Regions from separate parts of the Mus musculus genome. Here region 1 is linked to region 2. The links are chromatin contacts, called in public HiChIP or PLAC-seq maps. All regions are on one chromosome and are shown on one strand. Each heading gives the region's core, a stretch centred on a gene start, on an enhancer-like site or on the middle of the called end of the contact. The rest is flanking DNA. Distances are from core to core; before and after follow the strand shown.

What was found. HiChIP or PLAC-seq counts read pairs in DNA pulled down with a chosen protein or histone mark.
Region 1: a FOXA1 HiChIP or PLAC-seq map of pancreatic cancer cells shows a contact between it and region 2. The contact joins two enhancer-like sites. A contact is called at or near these places in 4 of 484 Hi-C or Micro-C datasets (the AtT-20 cell line, the G1E-ER4 cell line, embryonic stem cells and 1 more) and 7 of 115 datasets of contacts at active chromatin or transcription factors (embryonic stem cells, pancreatic cancer cells and stem cell-derived neural progenitor cells).

Annotation. Positions count from the first base shown.
Region 1 is chr10:108,579,780-108,584,594 of GRCm38.p6, forward strand. Syt1 (synaptotagmin I) reads right to left here. Exons shown (of 11, transcript NM_009306.3): 9 at 4,095-4,212. Among named protein-coding and RNA genes, the nearest start is that of Gm5136, 120 kb to the right of the region's middle. Within about 2 kb of position 1,987, at least 89 of the 459 cell types and tissues checked have an H3K27ac peak or open chromatin away from gene starts, as enhancers often do. A contact at or near this core is called in pancreatic cancer cells and trophoblast stem cells, where this site is marked.
Region 2 is chr10:108,289,521-108,293,678 of GRCm38.p6, forward strand. No RefSeq gene overlaps it. Among named protein-coding and RNA genes, the nearest start is that of Pawr, 41 kb to the right of the region's middle. Within about 2 kb of position 2,776, at least 26 of the 459 cell types and tissues checked have an H3K27ac peak or open chromatin away from gene starts, as enhancers often do. A contact at or near this core is called in pancreatic cancer cells and trophoblast stem cells, where this site is marked.

The DNA of each region.
Region 1 (4,815 bases), core at 737-3,236, 290 kb after region 2:
AGGACTTTTGTGCTTCAGTTCCAGGTAGTGGAGGCCCCTAGGAGCCGTGCTGTTTATCTTAAAGACTGCTATGTAGGAAAAGCTAAATGTGTGTTAGAAATAGTTCACGTTAGGAGTGAGGAGCTCTCAATTCCTCCAATGCCTTGTCTTTCTCAGAACTTAAACATTTCTTTTTGTAATATTCATGAACAGAAATTAGAAATGGGAGATTCATTTTTTTTAGGATTGATTAATCAATTACATATATAGGTACATATGTATTTGTATATAAGTATAATAATTAAGGAAGACATAGAAGATGCTGGGGTGGGGATGTGGTGGAATTATGTGAGTAATTATGTAAAAAATTCCCAAATGAATGAGTAGATGTAAAAAAAATTAATCTGCTGCAGAATTATGAATAGTCCAATTACACTTGCCTTGTGAGGATGAAGGGCAGGAACTTTGGTCATTTGCAATGTGGATGTTGTGATAAAGGCAAAATCCTTAGGGTGTCCTTTTTTTTGTTTGTTTTGTTTTATTTTTGTTTTGTTTTATTTTTTTCTGTTTTTCAAGACAGGGTTTCTCTGTATAGCCCTGGCTGTCCTGGAACTCACTTTGTGGACCAGGCTGGCCTCGAACTTAGAAATCTGCCTGCCTCTGCCTCCCAAGTGCTGGGATTAAAGGCATGTGCCACCACTGCCTGCAGGGTGTCCATTTTGAATAAACACAGTGAGAAAGAAATCACCTGATCTTGCCAGAAACTAGTAAGAAAAGTATTTTGAAAATGTCTACTTCCCACTTTCTTCATGTTTTATTGATCCGTTGCTAATTTTGAACTCACTCTGAGCCTGTATAAAACCTGGACTCCTGATTATCTGGAACTGGTCTGGCGTGTCCATCAAATAGCTGCGTCGTGTCAGGTCCCTCCCCTGCCCCCTTTCTCCCACCAAATCAAGCTGTGGCTTAGATGGTCCATTGATTTCACATTTTCCAGCTTTGATAAAGTGACTAAATTGAAACAGTCACAGTGATATTTGGTAGGCACTTAACTTTAACTCTTGCTTTTTTTTTCTAACAATATGCCCACTAATGGAGTCTGCCTAGCACTTCTACTTTGTCAACAGAAGCTTAGAAGAAAAAAAAAATCATCTGTCCAATGTCAATATGTGTGGCTTTGTGCTAGAGCCCATACAGAGTTTGAGCTCTAAGACCTCAAAACAAGTCAGATTGTTAGTAGTGGCAGAGTGTGGTTTCAACTCTGGCGGAAGAGCCAGCTTTGGTTCCAGTTAACAAAGCCGTTCCTGGCAAATGGAGTTTGGCATTTGAATCACTTGGAATGAGATCTTATATAGTTGTGGTCTCTTTGTACATAGGTCCTCTTACTCTGAGGCAACTCATTCACATACTTAGAGTTGCTTTAATGGTAAGTAGGTTAAGCAAATTTGAAATGCGAGACTTGTTTTTCGGGCCACGGCTCCTTTGTAAATAATTCATTATTCATTCCGCAGCTCTGCGCAGTGCTACCCGTCGGTGAGAGCATTGTGGGAGACATAAATACAGAACAGTCTAGTGAGAAAGAAGTCTGGTGTTTGAGGACTGTAAACAAGCTGCTTAAAAAGACAAAGCTTGACTCTGCTGGATGGATCAGAAAAGGCATTCCTACAGCATCCCTACCACGGCAAACCTTCTGGCTCACACACCTGGACCCTTGGCTTAGTCCCCCACCTCTGCCCTATTGCCTCCTGGAATGCCACCCACTCATGTCATCTTTCCTGATCTCATTTAAAAAAGAAATGCTCCCTGACATGGCTTACCCAACTTCCTTGTTTCATTTCCACCTATGGCTTCTGGCACCTCAGGGAGCTGTGTGCTTTACTAATGTCTTGGCTCATTGTCTGTCTCCTTACATTAAAGTAAGAACTGCAGGAGTGCACGGTCTCTGGACTTTCTTATTCACGACTGTGAACCCAGTGCTCGGCATGACGTATGACTCACGGTCGAGTCATGGTACACATTGGTTGAGTAACTGGAAGAAATTCGAGTTCAGCTGGGCTGAAGAATGAGGAGGATTTAGCTAGGCATTGTTAAAAGGGAGAATTCCAGATGAAGAGAATTGTGTAAGGACGGAAGCAGCATGCTCCATGGCTTGTTATGAGATGAGTGTGCTGGCCCATTGGCTAAAATGAGATGCAGAACAGCATAGCTTGAAAGAGTCTACATTAGGTGATTAGCGTAATTATGATTTAATTCTACAGGCAGCAGGAAGCCCTTAAAATTAGGGTTTGTTAATGATTATAATCATTCCAGGTAATTCCAATATGGGGGTGGCTCTAGGTTCTGTGGGTTCTGAAGCTACTATAATTTTCCTGCCTTTCTTTAGAAAAAAAAAAAAAAGGTGACAAACTGATGGGTACTGAACTAGATCTGACCTTTGGGTGCGCCTCTTTTAAGCCACAATGCTAAGCAACTGTGACAGGCCAGGCATTGTCCTTTGAGCTTCTCTCTGCTTAGGTTGCTAGCAGTGAGCTCATGTACATGCCTGTGACTGTAAGCACTCAGATTGATCCTGCTCTGCACATCGTAAAGGTGAGAAGGGATGGCTGACAAGGAGGTCAGACAGAAAGGGACCGCCATCTTGGAGAAGGAGGATCTGAAGCAGCTGTCCATGGTGATGGGAAGTCCATCCTATATAAGACCCAGAAGAAAGCCAGAACAAGGGCACTTGACGCTGGGGTGGAGTTCAATTAGGCGGGACATTAGGGCAGCCTTGAACAGAGATAGCGAGGAACTCCCATGGAGGTCTGGAGTGCTTGGGGTAGATAAGAGTGCTACAGATACACTTCTAACAGACATGGCTACTTAGCCAAAGAGAGGGACAGAAGTCAAAGGTCTCTTAAGTCTCCTCAGGATACTAATTTGAGATCTGGGAGAAAACTATAATTGCAAATTTTTAAATAGTTTTCTGTGCATTTGTTTTACCAATAAGCACACAAAATGTTTTACATATTTTTAGGAAGGACTATATGCATATTATTTTAAAGGTTCAAATTTTACACCATTAGAAATGAAGCAAGACATTAAGGCAGGGTTTTAGTGACATGGAAGACTATAGCTTCTTCAAGTTCCCTTATTTATACAGAGAAATGGATATAGATAGCATGAGATTTGACTGTTAAGTCACTGGGTAGGACTCAGCCTCAACCATTTTCAGCCGTTTTCTTTCACAGTATAAACTCACTGTGCTACATCAGGGTGGTGTTTACAATGTATGTTTGTTTGTTTCTTTCCTTTTTTTTTTTTTTTTTTTTTTTTGTAATCAGAAAAATCACAGAATAAAGAGTCATGTCTGTTGAAACTCCACAGCTAGGAACAATGACAACTGTTATCTGTTTGTGATGACCTTGCCGCATGTCAAGAGAATCCCTCCCACCTTAATGATTTACTGGAACATTAAAATGATAATTTATTTAACCACACAGAGGAGGAGGAAAAAATTCTGCTCAGATCTGGAAACAAAGAGTCCTTGAGCTGACTTTGCTTGTGGAAGACTTCCTCACTGCCATGTCCTGCTTGGGTTACACAGATCTTTCAAGCCCAAGCCCACCCCTGTCTTAAGCTGTAGGACTAAAACTTATACGAACTGTTCCTGAATTTCTTCTCAAAGAAGAAATATAGATTTGAAATGCTGTCTTTTATAAAAAGCATTATAGAGATTTTGTCAGGTTAGCAAATACCTAATTAATAAGTCTCAGGTAAAATAGAAATTTTAATACTGAGGGTGAATTTAAAAAATCCTCAAAACTATAATTTGTCACAGGCATTGCCTTTCAAATAAGAAGCCAAAATTTTAGCTTTCAATGACATAGAAATGACAGCTGATACTTTGGCTATGGAGAAGGGAAATAGATTTCATCTTCTTTGCCAATTTCAATAAACTGAGAGTGGCTTCCTGGGGCCCTGCATTGGCTGAATTCTGACAGGGCTTCCAGCTCTGTAGGAAAGAGAGCTGCGATCAATTAAGGAGCGGGGAGCCACAGCATGAGCGCCGTGCATTCAATACCCACAGTGAAACAGCGTTTGTTTCCAACAATCAATAGCCACTGCGCACTCACCAGATAAGCCACCCACATCCATCTTCTTCAGGTTCTTGGCTTCCAGAATGACAACAGTCAGCTTGCCGGCAGTAGGGACGTAGCGGAGGGAGAAGCAGATGTCACCCAGTTTCTCTTGCTATGAAAACCAATAAAGAGGTATTAGCGAGTTTTTAAGTGAAGTTGAACGGTTTGGTCTTAGACATTGTAATTTCCTCAAGAGGATGGTGATGACAACTAGCGTCTGAAGATTTCAAAGTCCACAGGCATTTTTATAGTGGTCATTTCATATGATACCAGTCGTTCCTTTTTCAAGATTATCTACTTCAGCTTTTGAATAAAAACCCCAACATCTACACTTTAATATCCCATAGAGTATGTCTATAATTCTGGAAATGAGACCAAGATAGTCTCTGAGACGCACTGAATACTGCAAAACTCTTTGTAAAATCCCCTTGCTCTATTAAAGAGCACTGTATGGTTTACTCATTTTTTTTTTTTATTAGAATCAACCCATCTCAGTTTTTGTTTTTTCTCCTTTCACATAAGATTATACCTAAAAGCCTATGTTTTAGGGACTTGGGAAGAAAGATATCTTTGCTCCACAAAATTCTATTTATTGTTAAAAAATTCTGAAATTCACATCACAAAAATGCACTCAAGTGTGAGTTTTTGCATGTTTTTTGGTTTTATTCATTTCAAGGCAAGTCTGTCTTTGTCTTTATACTTAAATTTGTAGAAA
Region 2 (4,158 bases), core at 1,526-4,025:
CACATGCTTGCTTTTCCTTCCTTCGCTCCCTCCCTCCTTCCTAACTTCCCTCCATCTGCCTGTCTTTTCTCTCTCAATCTCTCTCTCTCTCTCTCTCTCTCTCTCTCTCTCTCTCTCTCTCTCTCTCTCTCTCTCTCTCTCTCCCTATCTGCATGGCAACCTTATCGGCCTTGTTCCTTCGGACCAGTGAACCCACCCAAGAGCTGCCTTTATGCTTTAATTTAGTTTGAATTGGCTCTTCTCTTCGACGGAGGAAAAAAAAAAAAAAAAAAACAATGACCCACTGAGATCATTAGGATGAGATCTTGGCAAAGCTATAACTGATTAGTGTAGTCATGACATATTAAGAATTTGCTGGGTGCTGGAGAGATGGCTGCTCTTCCAGAGTTCCTAAATTCAATTCCCAACAACTACATGGTGGCTCACAACCATCAGTAATGGGATCCGATGCCCTCTGCTGGTGTGTCTGAAGACAGCCACAGTGTACTTACATACATTAAATAAATAAATAAATAAATAAATAAATAAGATTTGCTGGAACATCTTACCAAACAAAATTCAGTGGCTGGTAAATATTACAAAGGCTCATATAACTCCTGCCCAAGCTCATTGTAATGAAATATAATCTAAAACCACAGCGAGGTATTGCAGATGCAGAAGAAGGAAAACGTGGGCTAACTCGGCGACTTGGCAGCAACTGGAACTTTCATGTACTCAGACTGGGCATGTGACTATAGAGGAGGCTGAAAGTTTTTCTCATAGAATCACAAACTGTGGCCCACGCTCCAGAGATCCTTTACCTCTAAGTGCGTCCCGTGTGCGCGCTTGTCAGTCTCTTCCGCTCTGGACTACCTAGGAAGTGGGGATGACTGTCTTGCCTTGCGTAAATGGGTGAGATTGGTCGTAGCTCCAGACGATCATCTGCAGGGCTCCAGCACCCATTTCTCTCCCGTTTAAGACACATCAAACATATTTACATGGCTAGCTGCACTGGCATATTTGTGCCTATAATCATGGCTATTTGAGGGGTTGAGACAGAAGGAATGATGGGGTCCAGAAGTTTGAAGCAGCAGGACATATAAAGAGACTACACACACACACACACACACACACCTCTCTTTTGGGTTTTTGAGACAGTGGTTCTCTGTGTAGCCCTGGTTTTCCTGGAACTCAATCTGTTGACAAGGCTGGCCTCAAACTCAGAGATCCTCCAGCCTGTCTCCTAAATACTGGAACTAAAGATGTGTGCCACCACACCCAGTTCAGTTATTCTTTCCAATACTGTCCAGAATCTATAGCTGGGGGCATTTAGTGTCATATAAAATGCAGAGCCGCTGTCCCGTAACCCAGACCTTGGTATTATTTTTTATAATGTAAACCTATCTTTTTAGCTGGGCGGTGGTGGCGCACACCTTTAATCCCAGCACTTGGGTGGCAGAGGCAGGCAGATTTCTGAGTTCTAGGCCAGCCTGGTCTACAAAGTGAGATCCAGGACAGCCACGCCTATACAGAGAAACCCTGTCTTGAAAAACAAAAACAAAAACCTATTTTTTTTTTTTATGTATATGGGTGCACTGTAGCTGTAGAGATGGTTGTGAGCCTTCATGTGGTTGTTGGGAATTGAATTTTTAAGACCTCTGCTCACTCCAATCAGCCCCACTTGCTCTGGTCAACTCCGCTTGCTCAGCAGAGCTGCTGTAGCTGTTTTCAGATGCGCCAGAAGAGGGCGTCAGTTCTCATTATGGATGGTTGTGAGCCACCATGTGATTGCTGGGATTTGAACTCAGGACCTTTGGAAGAGCAGTCAGTGCTCTTACCCACTGAGCCATCTCACCAGCCCCAAAACCTATCTTTTTAAAAGGAAAAAATGGAAAGTAGAAGAGAAAACAGTGAGGAAAAAGATCGTGGTCCCTAGGTAGCAAGAGTAGAGTTCTATAGGAAGGAAGATCCACGCTGGTGCTTGGTTACAGAAGGGCAAGCAAGGGGGTCCTGTAGACTTTACACGACTGTAAGGAACACTTCAGCCACAAGAAAATGGTCAGTGTTTGGGAAGACGATAAGTCTCCTGACACGTTACACAATGTGCACATCTATCAACGATCACATGATATGCCATTAAAGACAAAATTACAGTTTTCTCCATTAATTTGAAAACGAGAAAAAGCATGGGAGAATAGGAGTCGCTTTGTCGGTAGTAATTTTTTTATTTCGTTTTTCCTCTGTGGTTTTTGTCGTCAGTTTTTAACGTAACCCTGTATTTTGGTGGATAGGATTAGCCTAGAGTAGAGAGCTTTCCAGATGGTAGGATGGGTACAGGCATTTGTGTGACGAAGTGAGTCATCTTCCGGTCAGCTGTTGGTTCAGGCACAGGATCATTAGAAGGGTGGAGAGATGTTGGGGCGTTAGAACGAAACAAGCCCTGCCCTATACAAAGGCAATTAGCCTCAGATGACTGCTGAATTCTTTCTGTCGTAAACTCACCTACCCAAGAGGGCTGAGTGTGTTTTGTTTGTACTTTTACTTTAAATTTCCAAATTGGCATTACATTAAAGTACTCTAGTGTGCAAATACCACTACTGTGTACATTTAGAGGAAATTCAGAAAGGGGCATAAAAAAGGAGAGGAATAAAGTTGTAGGGTGGAAATTTGGGAGTGGGTTTTTTTTTAAGGCAGTAGCTCTAAAATATCTCCCCACCCGCCATCCTCAACCCCACCCCTGGAACACACAAGATGGGTGACTTTCACATTCCAGTGTTTTCCAGTGTGGTAGCCCGGGGCCTAGATGGGATGCACTGGAGATCCTGAGACATTCCTTAATGCCTGTGGTGAGAGTCTTCCCACTCCCTTTTTTCCCATAACTGGTCAGGAAAGCACATTAGAGTTAGAAACAATAGGAAGAATGTTATAATCAGAAAACCCAGAGTCTGCTCTACTTTTTTACAGTAAAGAACCAGCAAACTGTAGTCCTTTGTGTAACAAATATTTACTGACCGTTTCCTCTGTGCAAAGCTCTCTATTCAGTTTACTATTGATACAGTATTTGTTATTATTATTATTATTATTATTATTATTATTATCATCATCATTATTATTATTATCATCATCATCATCATCATCATCATCACCACACAGATTGTGACTGGTTTATCTAAGCTACTTATGAAAAGCAAAGGGGACACTCAGAAGAACTGTGTTCTGAGTAATTCTAAATGCTACAATCTTGGTGTATGAACAAATGAGATGTTTAATGAGTTGAGAGGCTCACCAAGGAGAAGGTTTGGGAGGTGGGGGAGGGGGTAACACGCTTGCTCTACAGGAATTAGGACCCCAGTTAGGATCCCGGGCACCTACCTATAGGCTGGTCATGAACCGGAGCCAACTGCTCCCCAGGAGCAAAGGGATGGAGATGGATCCATGTGGCTGACCAGCCTAGACAATCCATGAGCTCCTAGTTCAGTGAAATGGCCCTGTCTCCAGCACTAAAACCCGTGGGATGGAAGGCAAAGGAGGAGAGTACCCAGAGTTCCCCTTTCGTCTCCCCGGACACCCACAGAAACGCTTCCACACACGTACATATACCACATCCAGATACCTCCGTCTAATGACCTAGAAAAGCTCAGCCTGCAGGAAGCTCAGAAGCTCTTGAAGTCTCTGGAGCATCTTTTGAGCGTCGCCTGGAGAGAAGTAAAGTAAAACAAGAAATCCCAAGCTCGCCGGGGAAGTGGTGGCGCGCACCTTTAGTCCCAGCACTCGGGAGGCAGAAGCAGGCGGATTTCTGAGTTCGAGGCCATCCTGGTCTACAGAGTGAGTTCCAGGACAGCCAGGGCTACACAGAGAAATCCTGTATTGAAAAACCAAAAGAAAGAAAAAAGAAAAAAGAAATCCCAAGCTCTGCTCTTGCACAGTTTACTGTCTTCACTTCCTATGCAAGACATTCTGCCTCTGCTGCTTCCAAACGCATTTGCTGGGCATCTTTCTTGGTGAGCGCTAACATCCCTGCCCAGGTGTGTCCAGGCTTTTTTTTTTTTTTTTTTTTTTTTCAAGATTTATTTATTATTATATGTAAGTACACTGTAGCTGTCTTCAGACACACCAGAAGAGGGAGTCAGATCTTGTTACGGATGGTTTTAAGCCACCATGTGGTTGCTGGGATTTGAA